Regions from separate parts of the Mus musculus genome. Here regions 1 and 2 are each linked to region 3. A link is a contact called in public Hi-C data. All regions are on one chromosome and are shown on one strand. Each heading gives the region's core, a stretch centred on a gene start, on an enhancer-like site or on the middle of the called end of the contact. The rest is flanking DNA. Distances are from core to core; before and after follow the strand shown. Region 1 overlaps Antxr1 (anthrax toxin receptor 1). Region 2 overlaps Antxr1 (anthrax toxin receptor 1). Region 3 holds the start of D6Ertd527e (DNA segment, Chr 6, ERATO Doi 527, expressed).

Region 1 (2,826 bases), core at 198-2,697, 61 kb after region 3:
CAGACAGTGGCAGAGGCGAGAAGAGCATAGACAGGCTAGGAGAAACAACCTGCCTTCTTTTACATGGGCATCTATCCCACTGGCAGAGAAGTGGGGCTTTAATGCTGGGTCTAGATGGGGTTTTGTTTCTCTAGCGACTGACTTAATACAGACTGTGGTCCTGCAAGTATGGGGTCCAATGCTTGAGCCGATCTCACTTATAATTGGGAGAAAAATCTGTTCTGGTGCGTTAAGTGTATCGTGCATGAACAAAACTAAGGTTATATTTTTGTTTGTTTCACAAATTAACATTGTGTGTACGCGCATGACTATAAATGCACACACATGCACATGCCTACGAAGACCAGAGATCCTCTATGCTTTGCACCTTATTTTTTGACAGTTTTTCACTAAGCCCAGAACTCACCAATTTGGCTACCCTGGCTGGCTAGTGGGCTCAGGGGAACCTCCTGTCCCTCCCCCTCCAGTGTTATGTCTATAGATAGTGCCACCTGCTGTGACTTTGTTGTGAGGGCTGAGGACTTAGATCCTCAAGCTTGTACAGTACACACTTAACCACTGAGCCATGTCCTGGGCTCTGGCATCACACATGCTGCTGAGCCATGTCCTGGGGCTGGCATCACACATGATGCTGAGCTGTGTCCTGGGCCTGGCATCACACATGATGCTGAGCTGTGTCCTGGGCCTGGCATCACACATGATGCTGAGCTGTGTCCTGGGCTCTGGCATCACACATGATGCTGAGCTGTGTCCTGGGCTTGGCAATCATACATGATGCTGAGCTGTGTCCCGGGCCTGGCAAGCACATGTGATGCAGGCTACTCTGGGGATGAGCAAGGACAGTTGGAATTTAGTTGGACTTTCTTCATGCCCTGTCCTGGCCTTCAGTGCTGTTCTCTCCTGACACCTCAGGTCTGGCTACTAGCTCTGGCTGCTTGTAAAACTTATAGGGAACGTGGATTAGCAACCAGGCGCTCTGGCACCCAAGCCCTGGCTCTTTCCATGAATCAAATTTGGAAGTGTGACTTAGGTGTTGCTCTGGTGCCCTGGACTGGGATTTATGCATATGCATGAAAGAAATCCATCTGGGCATTTAATGGAGTGCTGGAGAGAGGAGTCAGGACCCACCCAGCGTGTGCTTCCATAGGACGAGCTTTTCCAGGGTGGAACCCTGGCAGGGTACTGGCTTACGCAGAAGGTAACCACGTCAGCAGAAGTCGACTGCCCTTGTACCAAGAAGAGGTTCTCTTGGGGATGTCTGCTTAGTCTTGCTGACAGCATGCATTTTGTTTGCATTTCAAAAAAAATAATAAATGAATAGGAATAAAAGCCTGGTCCCAGGAAACCAGGCTTCTTCAAAGGGATGGCCATTTGTGTGTGCCTTAGAAGTATGAAGCTGATGTGGGAACGTTTCTTGTGCCTCCACCTCCGGCAGTTGGCCATCTGGCTGAGAAGGAGGCTGCGGACTGCCCAGCCAGCCTGGAGAGGCAGAGCTCCAGGCAGCCACGTAGGCGCATTCTGCCCCAAATTGCTGTGGGCCTCGGCTCTGAGAAAGGAAGATCAGATCTAGGCTTCAGCCTTTTGCTGTAGCAGCTCTCAGCTGATTTCTTTATACTCCTCAGGCAATTAATGTTAATATTTAGTACCATGGTAGACTGTATGTTATACTGCTTACAGACCCCACAGAGACCAATACTTGGGCTATTTTCATAATAGTACAATACTCATATATTTATTAAAAAGCAGGGATTGTGTTGGGGGGTCATGGTCTTAGCATACTGACTCCTTAGAGCTGGTGTGCTAAAGTGATTCCTGCCCCATCAGTGGAGCATGGCAGGAGTCCAGCTCTGCTCTGGGCAGAGGAACTGGCTGGTTCTGTGAGGACAAAGAGCCCCATGGATATTTTCTTTACCAAGCAGTGGAACCTGCTTTCCACGGCTCTGCCTTTTGGCTACACTGGGCAGAAGTTTGTTGTCTAAGGTCCTGGCGACTCTTCCCTTTATCATATGTATTTTTTCCTCTTTCTCCCTCCTCTTCCCTGCCTTCCACGATTATCTGCCTTAACAAAGGACTTCCTGGATAATGCCATTTTCCAGGTGTCAGAGACAGAAAGGGAAGAACCTAACAACTGTGACCTGAAACAACGTGAGGGTGGACACATTAGGCCTGGACACCTCCACCCTAGGCCAGGGCAGCAAAGCTTTTGAGAGAAGAAGGGACCCCAGCAAGTCTCAGTAGGAGTGGAGCAGAGTCAGGAGTCCACAGGTCTGTAGGCTGAAGCAGAGCCACAGGGGCAGTGTCCCCAGAGCGAAGCTGGTGGATTACGAAGCTTAGCCACTCAGAGTGCCTGCCACAGAGCGTCAGCCCCGGGCGATGATTTATGAGAACAGAAATGTGCCTGCTTAGGAAAAACGGAATAATTGATTTTCCTCAAAGATTCCAGTTCATAGCAGCTTATTAAAACAGAGAGGGTGGTGGTGGTGGTAATTACTCCATTAAATACAGCATCTCTCAAATGTATTTGACACCTACGAACAACTGTAAAGCAGGTGTCCGAGACAACACCTTGTGTGGGCAGACAGTGGGAGCCAGAGACAGCCTCAGAGGGGGTGACTGAAGTTCACTGACTTGAGGAGCAGAGGCTCCTGCGGGTCTGAGAGAAGAGGGTGTGGAGTGGACGCAGATGTGCATCACACCTGCAGCCACGGCTCATCCTTTCTCTGTTTCCAGGAAGACACTGGCTGGGTTGGCTTCATGCAGAAGGGTGAGACCTCGCGCCTTCACGCTGAGGTCATCTGCAGCCCATGGGTATTACTGAAGCTCAGA
Region 2 (2,700 bases), core at 191-2,690, 39 kb after region 3:
GGGGTGAGCTCATGAGTGCTGAGTGTTAGGAAACATCTGGGTATCAGGCATGCTCAGCAGAGACGGAGCTGGCCTTTGGAGATGGTTAAACATATGCCATGGCCCCACGAATTAAACCAAATAGTTTCCTATGAACAGAGGTCATTCAAGGAAATTGGATTTCACAGAGAGAATACTAAAGCAATCACGGAAAGAGTGTAACATACAAGCCAAGTTCTCTCTACAAATACCTTTTCCTCTGACCTAGTTTTCCCATGCGCTGTCTTGTTAGGAGGGCTGTAGGTATTTCTCAAGTTACAATAGGATTAATCTTCCAAAGTTTGTTTGGAGTTGGCTGTTTGGGATGGTGGTTAGGAAAATTGATCTTGGAAAGAATGTCTGGTTCTCAGGCTAGACCATAAAACTCTTTGGCTCACTGCTGTCTGCTGCTGTAACTGATGAAGTTGGCACACTAGTGCTGCATTAGGACATGGACTTCAGAGCAGCATCTTCCCATGCATGCCTTTTTCCACTCTGAGTCACTGCGTCCTTTCTGAAGCAGTTGCATTGTCTGTCAATCACTAGGGGCCTCAGCCAGTACTGGGCAAGCATCAGGGCCTTGCCCTCCAGAAGATACAGTCTAGAGGGAGACAGAATTAATGACTCAGAACAGCTGGACCCTAGTGGACCCTAGTGATCTGTGATGGTGCCATCATTGACTGGACCAGAGCCAGGCATCTAACCTGAGCTGGGTCAGTAGCATTCCCTCTCCTGAGAATCAGAATGTCCAAGTAGGGGTAGGCGGGCAGGCAGAACCAACCCTGGAAGTGAAAACTGGGGTGGGAGGCACCATCTTCTGTGTGTCGGAGAGAAGCAGAAGAGGACATTTAAATCCCTGAGATTCTCCCCCCTTCTCACTACTGCACATCTAAAACAAAAGTCAAGTAGTTCAAAGGTTCCCTGGCCCTGCCTTTCCATTAACATTACAGGTTTACATATAAAACGCCCATACATATGTATACACACACATATATAGCAGTATATAAAGTATATATGTAGTAAGTGCACACACACATTCAGTGTTCTTTCTGCTTTTGACTTTCAGTGTCTCCCTCCTACAGGATACTCAAGCTCTTAACTCAAGCTGTTGGCCGGCTCCTGGGAATCTCTTTGGCCTACCTCACTTTCTTTTCTGTCTTTGAACCCTACACTTTAATGTCGATCCATCATTTCAAAAGAAGACACCACGCTCTGGCTTTTCTTGTGACAGCACTCACATTCTAGGCCCAGTTCCATGACAGAGATAAACAGGTACTGTGTGAGCCCAGGGCAAGAGAAAGCGTGCTGTCGGGGTGAACAGCAGGCGTTCATCCAGCCCCCTTCCCTCCAACCTCAGGCTCGGCTTGTCTGTAATACATTTCCTCTCCTAGCCTGCTCTTTATGTGCTGTCCGGGAAAAGGATCCAAGGTCAACTCTCTTGATTATTTAATTCATTCTGCTGACACACAAGCTGGCGTGCTCTCTGTAATCGTGTCTTTTGATGCCAAAACCAGGGGTAAGATGAAAGCGTGGAGGAAATATTTGGAAGCACGAGGGAGCCGGAGAAGCGAAGGGAAGGGTGGAAACAAAATGGCCTATCTTTAGTGGGACACACGCTTTGTCAGTAATTATTACTGAGATATGATTTATTTAATATACGGCTCCCTTTCATCTGATTGCAAAGTTCTGTATTTGTTGAAAACTAGGAAAATACGTGAAGTGAAAGAGGAAAAAGAGGAGGGGAGAAGAAACACAGGTAACAGGACTCAAATACCTCTGTGCTTTTCTGTTTTAGAAATCACAGACACCCATGCAGTGCATGGATTTACAACAGTCAAATCAGGCTGTATAAAAATTAAATAACATGCCATGGGTACCCCTCCCTTTATTCTGCCTCTTGTATCCAGGACCTTGTACTTGCTTGGCAAAGGCTCTGCCATTGAACCCTGCCTGGCTCTTCACGTCCCTGCTATTTTTCTTGTTTTACTATTTGAAACTTTCATAGCTGTCTACTATAAACTCTATCTGCCCCCTATTCCCTTCCTCCACACCTCTCCGTCCCTCTTCATAATGGCTCTCCTTTCTTGCTTTAGGTGCCTCTGTCATCCACTCAGTCCCATTAGAGCTGCCCATATGCATATGGCTATGGGTTATCCACGGGTACAAGGGCAATGGTCACCTCTAAAAAGGAGCGAGTCTCCCTTCCTTTGAATCCCATAGCTCCACAGCTGTGGGTGTGGCTCTGGAGCCCCACCCCCATGCTAGGATTTTTAACTGACCATCTGTAGATCCCAAACTTCCTTCATGTTTTTAACCTTCACAGAAACATGAGATGTAGTTAAGTTCTTTACTGTGAGGCAGTAGGAATCCAGCTCTCTCTGCTATAAATAATAGGACTGCTTCCATTTGCCCACTGGTCATTCAAGGCAGAGTCACTGAGTTAGTTAATGCAGTGTAACACAGTGATCGATCATATTGTCAACTTTTCTTCTAGAAAAATGGATAACAACTTGTAGTCGCAATACTATTTTATGATGACTTCAATCACAGTTACACGTTGGGAAGGTTTCCAGTGTAATGGTCTGAGGGAGTGGAGTCCTTTCTATGGTGGTTGTTTTATTACATGCGAGGTTAGGTTTCTGTCCACACCCTTAGTTCCTGGCCTGTTCACAAGCTCTGCTC
Region 3 (2,700 bases), core at 170-2,669:
CTGTCTTCCGTTCCCCACACCTGGGCTTGTAAAGCATTGCCTTCTCCTTAAGCCTCATTCCACCATCTGTACCCACCTCCAATTCACATAGGAGTGGGAGCTCCCAGCCCCCACCCCACCTCATTCCACCATCTGTATCCCACCTCCAATTCACATAGGAGTGGTAGCTCCTAGCCCCCACCCCACCTCATTCCACCATCTGTATCCCACCTCCAATTCACATAGGAGTGGTAGCTCCCAGCCCCCATCCCCCATCCTTCCATGTCACACTGGAGAAGGCTTGTGCCCCAAACCTGTCTCTCTGAAGGGTGTCTGCATAGGAGGGAGGCTTCTGGAAAGTCTCTGGCTCTAATCTTGCTTGTCACCTGTTGCTTGCTCTGCAGGGAGCTGCCATGCTGGGTGCTCCACAGACTTTAAAACCGAGCTAGGAAGGGTGCTGAGTAGCAAGTGCTTGCCCAGCCACCTAGGGCCTTAGACTCAGTCCTGAGTGCAAAACTAACCAGCCAACCAGCCAGTCAACCAACCAGCCAATCAACCAACCAGCCAACCAACCAACCAACCAACCAACCAACCAACCAGCCAGTCAGCCAGCCAGCTAGCCAGTCAACCAGCCAACCAACCAACCAGCTAGCCAGCCAGCCAGCCAGCCAGCCAGCCAGCCAGCCAAATACTGACTTTCAGTTTCCAAACTTGGGATAGTTGTCACACAAATCTATAGATCCCTCACAGGATGGGAACCATATCTACTGATTACCCACTCTGAAAACTTCTGGAAAAAACCTGGGATTTCCCTAAGAAATTACCACCTTTAAAAAGGTGATTTTAAAATATTTTTATGTTTCGTCTGTCTGTCCATCTGTCCGTCCATCCATTCGTCCATCCATCCATCCATCTGCCCATCCTGTTGGTGTGTGTGTGTGTGTGCCCTGTGAGGGCTGTGAGCATGGAGGACGGAGGTTTCAGATAGCCAGAATCTGAGCTGTTGCAAGCAGCTGTGAGTCACATGACTCGGGAAAACAACCTATCTTTAGGGTGTTTAGTTACACAGGACCATCCTGACACTCAAGAGACACGGTCATCAGGATGTAACTGTAGTTATCTCACTTCAAACTCTTCATCTGTTAAGACATTTTGTTCTTTATGACAAGACCTGAGGATTTCACGGTACCTTGCCGGGCTGTTTAATCAGGAATCCGCTTGGAGTTGTCCCCTAAAACCTCTGTGCTGGCTAGGCTCTGTGTCAACTTGACACAGGCAAAAGTCATCTCAGAAGAGGGAACCTCAGTTGAGAAAACTGCTCACCAGATTGGGCAAGGCTGCAGCACATTTTCTTGATTGATGATTGATGTGGGAGGGCTCATCTGACCCCTGGGCAGGTGGTCCTGGATGGCATAAGAAAGCCGCCTGAGCAAGCCAGGAGGAGCAAGCCTGTAACAAGTTCCTCCGTGGGCTCTGCATTGGTTCCTGCCTCTAGGAACCTCCTGCCCTGACTTCTCTGGATGATGGACTACAAGTTGTAAGATGAAATAAACCCTTTCTTCCCCAAGTTGTTTTTGGTGATGGGGTTTTACCACAGCACAAGAATCCTAACTAACACAAACAGCCCTCTCTGTCAGCGGCACCATTTGTCTCTCTTCTTACCCCGTGGTTGGTTGGCTATCCCAGTAGTGCAGTTCCAGTTGACAATCTGCCTTTTTGCAGCAGAGGCAGCAATACTTCTTCCTGGTCCCTCCAACTTCCTGCTTTTCCTCCTCCTCGAGATGAGCCATCCTGGGTCTGCCCAGGCTCTGTTGCCTTGGCCCCACTCATGGGCTGGTCTGCAACAGTTGCCACAGTATTTCTCTTGTGAGCCTCAGCTTGCAGTTCCAGATTCACTTGCCAGGGTGAAGACCATTATGGGTCTGCCATCTTTCTCTGAATTATGTTGCCATTTTGCCCGTGTTTTTGGTGATGTCAGTTGTGACATCACTGGAGCTGTGGACTCGGGGTGTCTCCTTGGGCTTCTTGCGACAGTGGGTGCTGGCACTGTGGTGGTGGTGGTGGTGTGCCAAGACACCAGCTGAAGAGCTGGGGGCACAGAATGGCTGAGTACCATCGTAGGGAGACCTGCTGCTCAAGGCAGTGCATAGCAGTGTTGCCTCCAGACTCCGGCTTGGGAGATAGCTGTTTGGATTCCCTTATGCTTCTCTGACCTTCCCTCACAGAACGGTCCTCTAACTCCGTAGCACGCCCACCCTGGAATGCATCCTCCCACCTTTCCCCTTCAGTGTACCCTCTATGGGACAGGGTTTAGGTTTTGCTCTCTCTGCATAGTCCTTCCTAAGCCCAGACTCTCCTTGTTTTGCACTGTCCCAGGTCAGCTTCTGGCTGATGAGTCTCCTGGTTCCATTGGTTTGTTTTGGGACAGTGTTAAGCACATGCTCCTCTCCTGGGCTCACTTTAAGGAAAACCATCTGTCAGAATAAACCATAACTCTCCTCATCTGTGGGGAGAATCTATTCCTTACAGACCCTACCATGGCCTTACTAGTTTCTTTGCCCATCGACTGACCTCCCTTGCAGCCTCCTCTTTCCTGACTTTCTGACCACACATCTCTGCTCTTTTATTCCATGATGTTTATAGAACATAATTTTAATACTTTCAACTGTTAATATTCAACAAATAGAATAATTATTTTAGGACATATGTCTCCCTTTTCAT

What was found. A called contact is a pair of places that touch in the nucleus more often than the background predicts.
Region 1: a Hi-C map of cerebral cortex shows a contact between it and region 3, with 4 times the contacts expected there. The contact joins the enhancer-like site here to the promoter of D6Ertd527e in region 3. A contact is called at or near these places in 3 of 39 promoter capture datasets (the C10 cell line, hematopoietic stem and progenitor cells and liver), 1 of 15 datasets of contacts at CTCF or cohesin (large pre-B cells), 25 of 484 Hi-C or Micro-C datasets (the AML12 cell line, B cells, the C2C12 cell line and 18 more), 5 of 115 datasets of contacts at active chromatin or transcription factors (astrocytes, effector CD8 T cells, embryonic stem cells and 2 more) and 3 of 9 other capture datasets (adipose tissue, liver and pancreatic islet).
Region 2: a Hi-C map of uterus shows a contact between it and region 3, with 2.3 times the contacts expected there. The contact joins the enhancer-like site here to the promoter of D6Ertd527e in region 3. A contact is called at or near these places in 14 of 484 Hi-C or Micro-C datasets (the C2C12 cell line, CD4 T cells, the G1E-ER4 cell line and 8 more), 3 of 115 datasets of contacts at active chromatin or transcription factors (effector CD8 T cells, embryonic stem cells and pancreatic cancer cells) and 4 of 9 other capture datasets (adipose tissue, liver, macrophages and 1 more).

Annotation. Positions count from the first base shown.
Region 1 is chr6:87,164,269-87,167,094 of GRCm38.p6, forward strand. The region is part of intron 17 of Antxr1 (anthrax toxin receptor 1); the gene reads right to left. Among named protein-coding and RNA genes, the nearest start is that of Gm38851, 57 kb to the right of the region's middle. Within about 2 kb of position 1,448, at least 26 of the 459 cell types and tissues checked have an H3K27ac peak or open chromatin away from gene starts, as enhancers often do. A contact at or near this core is called in cerebral cortex, cortical neurons, muscle stem cells and 1 more, where this site is marked.
Region 2 is chr6:87,142,396-87,145,095 of GRCm38.p6, forward strand. All of the region lies in intron 17 of Antxr1 (anthrax toxin receptor 1), which reads right to left. Among named protein-coding and RNA genes, the nearest start is that of D6Ertd527e, 39 kb to the left of the region's middle. Within about 2 kb of position 1,441, at least 18 of the 459 cell types and tissues checked have an H3K27ac peak or open chromatin away from gene starts, as enhancers often do. A contact at or near this core is called in muscle stem cells and uterus, where this site is marked.
Region 3 is chr6:87,103,327-87,106,026 of GRCm38.p6, forward strand. It overlaps D6Ertd527e (DNA segment, Chr 6, ERATO Doi 527, expressed), which reads left to right and starts at 1,420. Exons shown (of 2, transcript NM_001167937.1): 1 at 1,420-1,516. The coding sequence starts at 1,500.